2 separate regions of the Mus musculus genome follow, and region 2 is linked to region 1. The links are chromatin contacts, called in public Hi-C maps. All regions are on one chromosome and are shown on one strand. Each heading gives the region's core, a stretch centred on a gene start, on an enhancer-like site or on the middle of the called end of the contact. The rest is flanking DNA. Distances are from core to core; before and after follow the strand shown.

Region 1 (7,717 bases), core at 3,721-6,220:
GATCACCTGAAGTCTTAAGATCCCGTGGCTGGTGTTGTGAAGTAGCTGGCGGGTGTCAGCCGTCTCTGCTCCCTAGCTACTCTGGTGCTAGTCGGACCGAAAGGGGCTTGTGCCCCTACTCAGGCCGGGTTTTCTGCTTCCCTAACTAATGCAGTCTCAGGTCCTGTGCGATTGGATTGGAGCAGGCGCTTTGTTCCACTCACCAGAAGTCTTAAGATCCCGTGGCAGGTGTTTGGGTAGCTGGCGGGTGTCAGCCGACTCTGCGCCCTAGCTACCCCGGTGCTGGTCAGACCGAAAGGGGCTTGTGCCAAACTATGTGATTTTTAAACATATTTATTTCTCCTTCCTTTTGTCTTTGCTTCAGAAGTTTTGCTCCATCTCAAAGTAAAAGTCAAATTGCCTTACATCTTATTCTAATATTAGAATTTAGGTTCTTATTTGTTCCTTAGCTGTGTCTAACTTTCTACAAGAGGGAGAATAATAACCAGTCAAGTGGATTCTGGAGGAACATCAATTGCAGTCAGGGGACCTGAGTTCTCTCCCTATTACGTTGGAGGGTATTAATCTCCCAGCACTCAAGTTCAGCATGAGCATTCTTAAAGGAGTTAGCTCAGATGAAAGTCTTCCAAGATGTGTTGAGGACACTTTAAAGGACACATCTGATAGAGGAGTACCTAAAGTCTGTAAAATCTTTGCATCACCAACATTAGCCTGTAGGTCATTCTTCAACCTGCTCAATATTTTGAGATTCTTCTAAACAATTAGGGCCCTGGACCTACTGTGTATCACAGATGTTCCTCAGCATCTGGCCTATTCTTTATAGCAGTGGCAGAAGGTCAGTCTATTCTCAAAAATAAGATGCTATCTGCTATTAATTTGGGCTCAGGCTCAACGTTTCTTGTCAGAAAGTTTTTATTCAATCAAGATGCCAGCAGCAGACTTGCAGAGTGCATACTACACAGGAAAACTCCTATCTTATATGTGCTCAAGGGAAGGTTCTGATCTCATTTTTTTTTTTCTTACCTGCAACCTCAAAATGATGTCATTCAAATGAGATGAATGTGGTTGGCCTTATTCTTTCATTTGAGAAGTAAGATTGGCTAAAATAAGAACTGCACATTGCTCCAGGCAGAAGGGTGTATTGTGAATTCTCCCCATTAGAAAAAAGTTTATTTCCATTCTTCTGATGACTGGAGGCTGCAAGACATGTGGCAATCCAGTGGCTGCATCTAGAGACAAGCAGCCACACGGGTGGTTACAGGGACCCAAGGGATGGTATCACAACTTCTCAAAGGGAAGAATTTGTTTACATTTCTAAACAGTTTAGTGTATACACATCCCTGAAATGAGAGAAAGAGAGTTTGGGGTCTGGATGCCTTTCTGCTGACTCGGTAGAGGTGTCTGCTAACAGGAAGTGGCCGTCCAACACAGCCACCTACCAAAGTGCATTCACTGTCATTTGCTTTTATACATGCCCATTGTTCCTACATAGATATAGTCCCTCATACTCCTAACCTAATCAAAATTCTAACGCAAATATTTTTAGCAACCATAATAATTCCAAGCACCCTCATTTTAAAATGTACTCTAAAAATACACTTTTCCTGCCTTTTTCAGTGAATTTTCTTTAACATGGAATCACTATAACCAAGGGTCTTTCTGTAAAATGTTAACGTGTATTCTGTCCAATCTTGTGCTCTTATCGCCTACTCCATCCTCAGGAACCATCATCATCATCCTATTTTTGCCCTCACTCTATAGTTTTTATCACAGTACATTTAACCTTCACCAAGAACACTCGGAGAGTTCTCCACTTGAATTGCACATGCTTATTTATCAGTGGCGCCCAGCGCATGCCTGGTGCAGATGGAAAGATTTATAGGTGTGGTGACAAATATATCTTGGGCTCTTGATGCGGTGTGGCCTCCTTGGCTGAGAACAATTGGACTGAACATATATTTTATTAATAATAAGCCATTGACTTTTAGATGAGCAGTCTTCCCCCCCCTCCCCCGAGAATAGCTCTGACTGAACTACACACTTCACTGTTGTGGCAAGAACTGAGCTACGGCTCTCCTGTTCCCATAAACATTGCTGCTCTGGCTACCTGGAAAGGATTCAGGAGTGTTTGAGAGTGAGGAAGCTGACCTTGGATAGCCACACTCAGGAAGGCTGCCTCAGTTGGCTAACCAAATTGACTGGAAAGAACACCTGTAAATAGAGCAGAGACAATAGGGTCTTTCTTTAATTATTTTCCTGCTAATATCCATTATAATTCAACATCTATTTTATGGTCCCCTTCTTCTGATAACTTCTCTGTTCTTCCCTCTCCTCTTGAAGGCACTTTGCTCTTGTAATGTGTAGTCATATAGAATGTTTTACCTATGGGGCATCCTTTTCCCTTCTGACCCCATGGTTCCTACTATTTCAAGACTGATGGTTGTTGGGCTGTTGGGTAAACTAAGCCATCACTAATGACAACAGCTGTCATGGGGCAAGTGGGTTGCCTGGCGACCTTGTCAGGTTATGCACAGGATGCACGTGGGTTCACAGAGCCTGAAACAGCAAATATGAAGACTGCACAGATCTATAACAGGTCCTCTGCTTATTTGTTATGGCTGTTACCTTGGTGTTTTTGTGGGACTCCTAAACGTCGGAGCAGGTGTCTCTCTGACTCTTTTGCCTGCTTTTAAGGTTCTTTTCCTCCTACTGGGTGACCTTGTTCAGCCCTTATGGGATGGCTGTCACCTTGTCTTATTGTATCTTGTTTTGTCCTGTTCAGCCGTCATCTCTTGGAGGCCTTCTCTTTTTTGAAGAGGAAATGGAGGTAGAGTGGATCTGGGGGAGAAGGCAAGAGTGGAGGGAGGGAGAACTTGTGCTTGGGGTGTCTTATATGAGAAAAAAATCGACTCTCAATTTCTAAAGAAGAAAAAAAGAACTCTATGAAAATAGTATCTGTGTTATTTCTTTTCACCAAGGTGAGCTAAAAAGCCCAAGGGTTGCATTCCTCAGCCAGTGTTTCATATCAAATAACTAGCGAGATAAGGAAGATGAGGAGCATATGTTCTGACAGGATGAATTTAATCATGGGATAAAGAGGAAAATGTGGCCGTGGCTGAAAACTCATAGTAGTACAATGGTAATTCTAGAAGAGTTCCTTCAGGTCCTGTGTTATCAGCAGAGCAGCTCTGTGGCACGTAGCTTTTGCTACCCTGCTCTAAGCTCCAGGAACAAGCACTACCAGCCCCTGCCCAGGGAATATTGGATCCAAGGATGAAACACACACACACACACACACCAGTTGCTCAAATTCTACCTGCCTTATTGGCTCAATTGCTGGGTACTACTAATCTCCCGCAGCTAGCATGCCCTTCCCAATACTTAGCCCATCGCCTCTCAACCTGCCCTAGCTTCAGTTGCTCAGTTACCTTTAGTCCCAGCTCAACAGACCAACCTTCTCTCTGGAGAATCATATGGTCACTTCACCTGAGATCATATGGTTGGTTGGCTTTTATCCCTCCAATGCATGGGTGAAAACTCCTTTCCTTTCTCGCCTGCATCTGCTAGCTTGCTTGCAGGGACCTGGAAGTCCTGCCTATTCGACCCAGCTCATTGGCCACTGGCATCTTTATTGATGGATCAAGAACCAATTGGAGAACAGAACCTTAGCATCAGAACCACCTCTACACAGCAACCAGCCTTGGGATTGGCCTGAGGAAAGGACTGATCATCATATAGCCAGTGTCTCGGGCACTTGAGTGCCAGAACTGAGCTGATTACATATGGCATGGGGAGTAAACTATAGTTTGAAGCAGGGGGCAATCAAATCCTGGCTTTCATGGATGACAGGCAAATATGAGCTACACTTCCAACCCCCAATATGCTTTGTGAGACAGGGTCTCACTTACGTAGCCCAGGATCACCTCAAATTCATAATTTTTCTGATTCAGGCTTCCAGGTAACTGGGAGTATAGGCATGACTGCAACAATATACATATAAGTGTAATGTATATGGAAGAAAAATATACCTATATGATATGTCAAGAAGTTTCTAATGTTTATTCATTTATAAGTTAAACATAATATTTTAGATTGCCACTTATCATTTATGAAACAATAATAATGATGACAAATTGAAATTCTATCTACATCTTAACCTACAGGCAGCAGCAGGAGACTGTATGCCACACTGGGCATACCTTGAGCATAGGAAACCTCAAAGTCCACCTCCACAGTGACATATTTCCTCTACTAGGACCACACCTACTCCAACAAAGCCACAATCCTAATAGCGCTACTCCCTTTGGGCTAAGCATTCAAACACACAAGTCTATGGGGGACATTCCTATCCAAATCACTACAAGAAATAAGATCTAGTTTCTTATAATGTTTTTAGTATTTTCCTATGATGTTTTTCTTATCACTTACAGGAATTAAAATCTTAAGGAAGCCCTGTTCTTTCAAATAATGGTATGGAGTTCATGGGTACCTTGTATGTGTGATAATGCAGAACATCTCCTTGATTGATGGGTATCTAGGTCATATATGGCCAGTGGAGGCAGCCTTAACTATACCTAGACTGGGAAAGGCATAGCTTGCTCTATGGAGCTGTTCTTACCCAGGCTAAACGTTATGAACGAGAAGTAGCCTGACTCCCTGGCTTCCGCCCATTCCTTTTGCATCTGGGCTCAGGCACAGCATTAGGAAGCTTATTAGACACATCTCTTCACAGTGTCAGAACTGATTTCCACAAAATATCATATAAATCATCATAGACACAGCTTTCCTTGCTGCTTTTTTGGCAACCAGAACCCACAGTGTTATGTCTCTCACCCACGTGGCAACTGGCAGAAATAAAGCTAAAATGGAAAAAACAGAACTGTCCAAGCTCTCTGATGAGCTAAGTAAGAGCCTGCATGCCCCTTGCCTGAAAGAAAGCAGACTTGGTTTTCTGACTTCCAGCTGGAAGGTGAAGCTAAGGTCAACCCACTTGATGATTAACAGAGCATACTCACTGGGTTATAATTTGCAAGACTCTGCATTATGAAATAGGGAATGAAAATACAATATTACAGATTGCTCACTCTCTTTTAGGAATGCATGCAACCACCCAATCTTAGAGGGGAAAAAAAAGGTTTACAATGCTACCTTAGCTTGGCCCATGCTGTCACAGCTCTTCTGAGCATTATTTAAAAATAAAAGCAAACCAGTGAACAGTTACATCTAGGTACACACACTGCCCTGTAACCTGCTCTGAAATGTTTCAGCACACTGTTGCAGAGAAGTTGGGAACAGTTTCTGGAATGTGAACAATTTCTTCCTTCTAGTACTGGCCTGAGTCATGTGCCCCACCCCTCACCCCTGTTCTTCCTGGATTTCTTCTTATTTTTTTTATTCTACCAAGTTGCTCTCAAATGCACATGAGAGTGCATCTGTTTTTGTTTAGAGGAAAGTACCCACCCTCCCTTCCCTGATTCCTAGTCCTCAGTGTTGAATGATGTCTCAAAGAGAACAGTGTTTCCTTCCTCCGTGTGAGTGTAAACGCAAGTCACCTTACTTTGTAATTATTCGGGGGATGCCTTTGTCTTCTGCCAGGAGAAGATTCCAGGCGTGAATTATGGTGCATCCATCTTGCTGATCCTGAAGCTATAGTCGGGTTCAGATGACTGGAGGAATGATTCAGGGTTCTGACAGGGATTCTCGTGACATATCTGCCACATTTCAGTTGCTATTGGCATTTAAAAATCAGCCATATGATTTTCTAGCCAAATGATTTTACAAAAATCTCTTCTCTGTGCAGTTAACATTTATTCTATGTGTGGATTTAAAAGCACATATCACTGAAAAGAAAGTGTTATTGTAAACCATGAATAAGAAACTTGTAAGAAAGAAAGAAAGAAAGAAAGGAAGGAAGGAAGGAAGGAAGGAAGGAAGGAAGGAAGGAAGAAAGAAAGAAAGAAAGAAAGAAAGAAAGAAAGAAAGAAAGAAAGAAAGAAAGAAAGAAAGAGAAACTCGTGACAGTAATTTGTAATTTGCAATGAAAACTTGTCTATAAGTCAGAGGTTTTCAATTGTAGAATGGGATTAAAGCCTGAAACTTTGCAACATTAAGTTCCTGTTAAATATCACAAGAAAAACTACTGGACATGTAGCAAATAACGGGGAGTACAGAAATACTACTAGATTTTTTTTCAGTACTTTCTTTGTGACTCACTTGTAACCAATAAAGTTTCATGTGGAAACAAATTAAGTTTCCTCTCAGAGAGAGAGGGAGGGAGGGAAAAAGAAAGGGAGGCAGGGGAAGAGACAGTAATAGTTTAGAGTTCTAGAATGTTCCACATAGGAAGAATTCGAAGATAAAATGCTTCCCTCGCGGGGGTCGGGGGTGGGGAGGGGAACAGCATGGTCTAAAGCTAAGGCAGCAGTGAACATTATAGTTAGCTAATATTAAAGGCATTTGAAATCTCTGAAGAAAGAAGTGTCTCTTCATTTCTCCAAAGATTTTAAATGCACAACTTGTGCCTTCTCCCAGAGAAGTGTGAACAGACATTTATTCATCCTAGAGAAAACAGCCACATCACGCAAAAGAAAAAACTCTGTCCTACCCAAGGCTAGCTCTGTGAATCAGAGAGATGGCTGGGGTTGTGGACAGGAGCATAGGTGACTCAAGGCAGCTGCGTCATAGAAAAGCCCACCCCAGCACTAGTGAGGGATCATGAAAGCTGCATCTCAGGGGTTCTCTCCTACAGATGCAGGTTTCCCTTCATGGCTGACCAGCTCCATGTCTTTGACTCTGAGGCAAGGCAAAATGTGGGAACACAGAGCAGAAGAGGTAGCTAGAAGGGAGGAAGGGATGGATGCAGGGAGGCAGGGGGAGAGAGAGACAGGAAAGGGAGAGAGGGAGAGAGGAAGAAGGAAAGAGAACTGTCAAGAACATGTGGATGTTTCCAGTGGTCTCTAGTAACCCACTTCCTCCACCCAAGTCCCACCCTCCAGTAGTTCATTCAGTTATGAACTCCTCAATTTACTATTGTTATCATCTGGTTGCTTTTCAACAGCACCAATAGCTGATGAAGAAGCCTCCTGTGAGCAAATTTGGGGCAAATTCTAAATCAGAACCAAACATGGAGTCTTGTGAAATTCACTTCCATTTAACTGAAAAGAATTGAAATCACTTCTCAGATACATCCGTTGCCTTGGTTGGATTCATGCAAAAGCTGGGGTTGAGATTGGCAGCCTGCCTGCAGGTCCAGATCTCAGGAAGCTGAGTCAAGAAGATTGCAAGTTCAAGCCGGGCATAGTGGGCACACGCCTTTAATCTCAGCACTCAGGAGGCAGAGGCAGGCGGATTTCTGAGTTCGAGTCTACAAAGTGAGTTCCAGGACAGCCAGGGCTATACAGAGAAACCCTGTCTCGAAAAACGGGAAAAAAAAAAAAAAAAAAGAAAGAAGATCGCAAGTTCAAAGCCAAACTGGGTGTCATAGTGAGACTCTGGACACACACAGACACACAAACACAAACGCACGCACACACATACACACATGTACACACATAGACACTCACAAACAAATGCATGCATGCACATGCACACACATATGCATACAAGCTGTCAAACAAAGTCATGACGCATGCCTTTTGTCTCAGCTCACTCCCAGCACTGTCGCCTCCTCTTAGGCATGTTACTTGCTCTCACTTGACATTTTATTGAACATCCCTGT
Region 2 (7,717 bases), core at 3,647-6,146, 150 kb after region 1:
ACATAAGTACATGGTATCTTCATGATAGGGCCGTATTATCAAGTTCTGGAAGGTAATCAATAGCATTGACAATAATTTATAAAGTTGGGGGGGCAGGGTTATGGGACTCCTTTGGCCAAGGACTCAAAATATGAAACCATTCCTGGTACTGGTGTTTTATTTGAAAGCACATGATAATGATGTCTCATTAGAAGATTGTCTACCCCATTACCCCATTACATAGCAACTACATTTGCATATATGTGTGTGTGTGTGTGTGTGTGTGTGTGTGTGTATTACAAAGCTTCTACAATCCATATTACTTTTCTTTTTTTTCAGCCAAATAATATTTATTATGTACATATAGTTTTCCAAACCACTACAAATACTTAAGTTTCTGAAATCCTTAAAATTGTGTGCTCTAAATTACTAACTATACTATTCTATATCTATTCTAGATAAATGCATTCTATATTAGGCATATGTCTAGCAGATACAAAATGAAACAAGTACCAGTTTTGATATGAGAGACACAAATCCCCATTTTTCATCCCTTAGTATTGCATAGTACAAATGCTTGAAACAGTTAATCTCTCTAAAATGTATTTTTTCAGAGTTCTACATGACATATTGAACCAAAACCAGACTAATATGTCTTCCTAGTGCTGATAATGGTAAATAAAATAAAATGATATTTATGTGCTTAAACATAGAACATGTATTGAAAGTTACTGAATTAAAAATTATCTCCAGATTATGACATATATATACATACATACATATATATATATACATATATATATATGCTCAATGCCACAAAAACAGAAATAAAACATTGCTATGCAAGTGTAATTAACACAGTCAACAACTGGGTACTCATTTAGTGGGGCTGTGACTTTTTCTAACATGGTAAGTGACATCTTCTAGTTTTCATTTATCAGGTTTGACTGCATTTTTCCATTACTCTAAATGCAACTCACATCAAGACAATCATGTATAACACATTGTGAATAATGAATAACATTATTATGATTAAAACAGGATTTACATGTAATGTAAATGATCAATTTGGAAAGTAGAAAATTGGTACTTTTAAAACCACATAACTAGCTTGAAAAAAAATGATAGAAATAAAATTCGGGAAATATTTAACCTTTATTATATATTAATTTGAATATTTATTTGAACATATTCAAAATATATCTTTAAATTTTTAGACAAATAATATCTAATAAAATGTGGATGTTTACTGAATTTGATACTGTCATATGGATGATGCATATTTACAAATATGCCCCATTATGTAATTTAAATTTTTTAATTACATTTATTCACACAATTACAACATGTTAATATGTATAAACTGGCTGCCATCATCAATTTTTTCTCTCATGGAACATGAGATATTATTAAATATTTTCTCTGTTTTGCCAAAATTAATGCAGAATATTAACTATGTAAAATAAAATCTAGTTACTTAACAAAGTTAAAGTGGAAAATATAGTGTTATTTTTTAATCATGATGTAATAAAGCTGAGATCTAAAATTTATTGACTTCTGTTTTGTTGTTTTTGTTTTTTTAGTTTTTTATTACATATTTTCTTAGTTTACATTTCAAATGCTATCCCAAAAGTCCCCTATACCCTCACCCTCACCCTGCTCCCCAACCCACCCACTCCCACTTCCTGGCCCTGGCATTCCCCTGTACTGGGGCCTATAATCTTCACAAAACCAAGGGCCTCTCCTCCCAATCATGGCCGACTAGGCCATCTGCTACATATGCAGCTAGAGACACAAGCTCTGGGGGTACTGGCTAGTTCATGTTGTTGTTCCTCCTATAGGGTTGCAGACCCCTTCAGCTCCTTGGGTACTTTCTCTAGCTCCTCCACTGGGGGCCCTGTGTTCCATCCAATAGATAACTGTGAGCATCCACTTCTGTATTTGCCAGGCACTGGCATAGCCTCACAAGAGACAGCTATATCAGGGTCCTGTCAGAAAATCTTGCTGGCATATGCAATAGTGTCTGGAGAGTTCATCTTGAAAGATTTTACCTTTGATGAGTATGAAGTCCCCCTCCATGTCTTTTTTTGATAACTTTGGGTTGGAAGTCGATTTTATTCGATATTAGAATGGCTACTCCAGCTTGTTTCTTCAGACCATTTGCTTGGAAAATTGTTTTCCAGTCTTTCACTCTGAGGTAGTGTCTGTCTTTGTCCCTGAGATAGGTTTCTTGTATGCAAAAAAACGTTGGGTCCTGTTTATATAGCCAGTCTGTTAGTCTATGTCTTTTTTTTTTCTTTTTTTTCTTTTTTTTTTTTTTGGTGAATTGAGTCCATTGATAGTAAGAGATATTAAGGAAAAATAATGTTGCTTCCTGTTACTTTTGATGTTAGAATTGGGATTCTGTTCTTGCAGCTATCTTCTGTTAGGTTTGTTGAAAGATTACTTTCTTGCTTTTTCTAGGGTGTAATTTCCCTCCTTGTGTTGGAGTTTTCCCTTTATTATCCTTTGAAGGGCTGGATTCTTGGAAAGATATTGTGTGAATTTGGTTTTGTCATGGAATACTTTAGTTTCTCCATCTATGGTAATTGAGAGTTTTGCTGGCTATAGTAGCCTGGTCTGGCATTTGTGTTCTCTTAGGGTCTGTATGACATCTGTCCAGAATCTTCTGGCTTTCATAGTCTCTGATGAGAAGTCTGTAATTATAGAAGTCTATAACTCTAATAGGTCTGCCTTTATATGTTACTTGACCTTTTTCCCTTACAGCTTTTAATATTCTATCTTTATTTGGTGCATTTGTTGTTCTGATTATTACATGTAAGGAGGAATTTCTTTTCTGGCTCAGTCTATTTGGAGTTCTGTAGGCTTCTTGTATGTTCATGGGCATCTCTTTCTTTAGTTTAGGGGAGTTTTCTTCTACAATTTTGTTGAAGCTATTTACTGGCCCTTTAAGTTGAAAAATCTTCATTCTCATCTACACCTATTATCCGTAGGTTTGGTCTTCTCATTGTGTCCTAGATTTCCTGGATGTTTTGAGTTAGGATCTTTTTGCATTTTGCATTTTCTTTGATTGTTGTGTCCATGTTCTCTATGGAATCTTCTGCACCTGAGATTCTCTCTCCCATCTCTTGTATTCTGTTGCTGATGCTCGCATCTATAGTCCCTGATTTCTCTCCTAGTATTTCTATCTCCAGAGTTGTCTCCCTTTCAGTCTTCTTTATTGTTTCTACTTCCATTTTTAGATCTTGGATGGTTTTGTTCAATTCCATCACCTGTTTGGTTGTGTTCTCCTGTAATTCTTTAAGGGATTTTTGTGCTTCCTCTTTAAGGACTTCTACCTGTTTAGCAGTGTTTTCCTGTAATTCTTTAAGGGATTTTTGTGCTTCATCTTAAAGGGCTTCTACCTGTTTAGCAGTGTTCTCCTGTATTTCTTTAAGTGAGTTATTAATGCCCTTCTTAAAATCCTCTACGAGCAACATGAGATAAGATTTTAAATCTGAATCTTGCTTTTCAGCTATGTTGGGATTTTCAGGACTCACTGTGGTGGGCGTACTGGGTTCTGATGATGCCGAATGGTCTTGGTTTCTGTTAGTAAGATTCTTACGTTTGCCTTTCGCCATCTAGTAATCTCTGGTGTTAGATGTTCTGTCTCTGGCTGGAGCTTGTTCCTCCTGTGATTCTGTTAACCTCTGTCAGAACTCCTGGAATTCCAACTCTCTACTGAGTCCCTGTGGTCAGAGCACTCTCTGCGGGCAAGCTCTCCTCTTGCATGGAAGGTGCTCAGAGGTCTGGAGCTCAGATCCACCTCTTGGCTGAAGATAAAGGCCCAAAGAGACCCTGTCCAAGAAGCTCTGTTGCATCTGTGGCCTGCCTGCACAGACTGGTCTCTGAGAGACCTAGGATACAAGATGGCTCTCTCACCTGAGTCCCGGGGTCAGAGCCCTTCCTGGAGGCCGACTCTCCTCAGTGATCCTAAGATCCTGGGTGTGCTAGGGCGATTTTGGCGTAGAGTCCTCTGGGGACCTTGGAACCTCTGCTGAGTTTGTGCCCAAGGTGGCAGAGGGCTGGCTCCGACCATAAAGAACCCCAGCCGCTGGTTATGCGGATTTCCTGGGTCCCTGTTCCTGCTGGCCCAAGCCCCTCCCAGTTGTTTTGGAACAGACATTGCGTTCCACTCACCAGTGATCCCAAGATCCTGGGTGTGCTAGGACACCTGTGGCATAGAGAGTCCTCTGGGGACCGTGGGACCATCCACCAAGTTCGTGCCCAAGGTGGCGCAGGGCTGGCACTGACCGGAACAACCCATATGACTTTTCAAATGACTTTTATTGTTATATCTCCTCTCCACCTTATCCTTCCATCCCCCTCCCCACTTAGCCGTCCTTCTTAAAACATTGTATTCGATTTACTCTTTGTTGAAAGGTCCCCCTCCTTCTCCTCCATAGTCCCTTACTAGCTACCTAACTTCTGTGGATGTTGTGAACAAAACACACATATCTAAACATAAAAGCTAGCATTGATGATGTATAAGAGAAGACACTTGATATTTGTCTTTTGGGGTCTGGGTTACCTCACTCGGGATGACTGCTTCTAGCTCTGCCCACTTACCTGTGAATTTCCCATTTCACTTTTCTAAACAGCTGAATAATATGCCATTATGTAAATGTACACATTGTTGCTGTCCATCAGCTGATGGACATCTATGCTGCATCCAATCTCTGGTTATTATGAATGGAGTAACAATGAACATAGATGAGCATGTGTCTCTCTGTAGTAGTAGGATGTCCTTTATGTGTATTCCTGAGAGTGGTAGAGCTGGATCGTGTTGTAGATCTATTTAAGGCATGTCCTGTAGAGCTGGATTGTGTAGATTTAGTTAAGACTTCCTGAGTAACCAGTACACTGCATTCCATTGTGACTGTACAAGTTTTCACTCCCACCAGCACTGGATGAGTGTTCTCCTTTCCCCACATCCTCACTAGCACATGCTGCCATTTGTTTTATTGGTCTTAGCTTAGTCATTCTTATTGAGATAAGATGAAACCTCAAAGTCGTTTTGATTTGCATTTCCAGGATGATTAAGGATGTTGAAAGTTTCCTTAAGAGTTTCTCAGCCATTTGCATTTCCTCATTTGACAATTCTCTCTTTGGTTCTATACCTTTTTTTTAATTAGGTTATTTGTTTTCTTGATGTTCATGTGTGAGTTTTTTGTATATTTTAGGTGCCCTCTGTCAGTTATATAGCTGGTAAATATTTTCTCTTTATGTAGGCTCTCTCTTTGATCACATGATGGTGTCCTTTTCTTTACAGAAGTTTTTTGCTTCATGAGATCCCACTTATTGATGGTCTTAAGGTCTGTGTTATCAGTGTCCTATTCAGAAAAACCTTTCCTATATCAATGAGTTCATGTGTATTCTCTACTTTGTCTTCTATTAGATTCATGATATCTGGTCTTATGTTTAGGTCCTTGATTCATTTGGGTAAATTTGTTGTGCCTATCTACTGTCTGTTGGATCTGTCTACACTCTTCAACCTGCAGCTATGTGGTTTTAGCAGCAGCATCCAGCAAATACATCTTGAATTTTTGAATCAATGAGTTTAAGAGTTATATCAGTGGTTTACAGCATCTGCTCTTACAGAAGACCTGAGTTTAGTCCCCAGCACCCACACCTATAACCCTAGCTTCCTATGTTGACACATTTATTTTATTGCACATATGAGTACACAGAGATAGATATGCAATTAAAATAGAATAAAATATTTTTTTAAAAATTTAGACACTGGCTCTTTATATAGAAAGATTACTGTTTATCTCAAAATGAATTATCTGACAGAATAAAGCAAAACAATACCTGGCTTTTAGATTAAAGGGTTCATTTGATAATCAGTTGAGAAATATAAGCTAGGAACTACTAGGCTCTAGCATTCTGTGAACATGAGTCACAAAGACTGTACACTAATGAAACATTTCATCACTTGAAACGTTATTGCTACTATTGAGAGGCTTTGGTTTGGTTTCTGTCCCTGAGGGTTTGTCTGTCTAGGGGGCTTTTCTAAATCATAAAAACCAGATAGTGATGTGATTAGGCTTTTTGAAATAGTGTTCTTGTTAAGTTTTACATATTTTTTAATATTTAAACTCTGTTGACAAGTTTTAGATTTCACACTAACAGCCATGTAGATGGAATTTCTTTACTGAACATTGGTAAATGTCAAATGTCTCAGTCTGTCATGGAGCCTGTGTAGACTGGTCATTTAACAAATGACTGAAAGCTCAAACTGAAACAGTCATTGTCTGCATTTACACAGGCATTCTTACTGCACACGAGATCTGTATTATGATGCCCACTTAGTCCACAGCAAAGCCATTGCCTCTGAACCTAGACTTTTAACCTAGCTCTGACAAAAGTTGTGGCTGAGAGGAAGACATCCCATAAACTCTCTGAAAGACTATTTTACATTTCTCGGGATTCCTCGTTACGCTAAGATATGACCTTCATTACTCATGTGACAGTACATATTCCAACGTAATGATCCCTTAATAAATCCTAATGACCAGTGTGAATCTGGGAATCTCAAGATAAAACTGCAAAAATGTACAACTGTCTTCCATGTGTCTTCTGGGCAACGCATTGCAGGTTCCTGCCACCATAATGTATTTCTAATTTCAGGCTGTATTAGTAAGTTGGAACTGTTGTAATTCTGCAAACCAGCAAAGTAAGAATAAGGTCAATCATCTAGGAAGGAACGTGCCATGCCCAGTCTTTAATAGAGTGTTCCTGTAACATAGGAAAGTATCCGAATCCCTGATGGGCTCTTCATTCCGCAGTGTCTGTTTCTAATGTCGTTGTGTTGATCTCTGAGACTTCTTAATGGAGAAAACAAACGAAAGATCTAGGAGTTTTGTTTTGTTTTGTTTTGTTTTGTTTTGTTTTGTTTTGTTTTGTTTTGTTTTAATGCCATAGGTATGTTAGTAATTCTGAAGCTCATAAATATGTGATAAACACAGTGAGAACAACTCCTGGGCGAATCTGGGTGTTGCCTAGGCAACACGGATGGAGCTAAGGCGTTTCCGTTTCCGCTTCTGCTCTTTGCAGCCATCCTTCCTGTGTTCCGAGCACTTAGCTCAGTACTCAAACTCTAAGTACCCACAATGCCACACAGAAACCATGTATGATCAACAGAGGAGATCACCATTAGACTGCCATCTCTGCTGATGACTATTTTTACTCGGTCATATTTTCTAGTGTTTCAACATCTCGATAAATTCACACCACTAAACTGCTGGTGACTCTCCTTCACGTGTTCATTTTTGCAATTTGTCTTTTTTTTTATTTAATATATGAATTTAAAATCTTCTTGGACATTCTTTAGCAGTTCTACATAGTATCATCCCGTGAGTCTTCATGTTTGAACATAGTATTTAGAATTGTGTTGTTTAATCACGTCGGCAGACACTCTGCTATTCCCGATTGTTTCCACAAGGGCCTGAGAACATACTATCTGTGATTTAAATTCTTTGAAATCTCTCGTGGCTTGTTTCAAGATGTACCCGATGGCTGTTGAATGATCCAGGCTAGGTTGGGGCGAGAAGGACTGTCTTACAAATACATTTGGATCTAGTCAGTTAACAGAGCTTCAATTCTTCCGTATTGTCTGTAATCTTGTTGTCTATTATTTCTTTTTCTAAAAAGGAATTTGAGATCACTAACTGTAAGTGTGGCTAATAGAGCAATG

What was found. Hi-C and Micro-C count contacts between places; a contact is called where the count stands out from the background.
Region 2: a contact with region 1 is called in a Hi-C map of adipose-derived mesenchymal stem cells, with 1.9 times the contacts expected there. The contact joins two enhancer-like sites. A contact is called at or near these places in 1 of 15 datasets of contacts at CTCF or cohesin (the NIH/3T3 cell line), 3 of 484 Hi-C or Micro-C datasets (adipose-derived mesenchymal stem cells, macrophages and pancreatic cancer cells) and 1 of 115 datasets of contacts at active chromatin or transcription factors (vascular smooth muscle cells).

What each region holds. Positions count from the first base shown.
Region 1 is chr10:74,675,416-74,683,132 of GRCm38.p6, forward strand. No RefSeq gene overlaps it. Among named protein-coding and RNA genes, the nearest start is that of Gnaz, 290 kb to the right of the region's middle. Within about 2 kb of position 4,971, at least 62 of the 459 cell types and tissues checked have an H3K27ac peak or open chromatin away from gene starts, as enhancers often do. A contact at or near this core is called in the NIH/3T3 cell line, adipose-derived mesenchymal stem cells and pancreatic cancer cells, where this site is marked.
Region 2 is chr10:74,829,600-74,837,316 of GRCm38.p6, forward strand. No RefSeq gene overlaps it. Among named protein-coding and RNA genes, the nearest start is that of Gnaz, 130 kb to the right of the region's middle. Within about 2 kb of position 4,897, at least 17 of the 459 cell types and tissues checked have an H3K27ac peak or open chromatin away from gene starts, as enhancers often do. A contact at or near this core is called in the NIH/3T3 cell line, adipose-derived mesenchymal stem cells and pancreatic cancer cells, where this site is marked.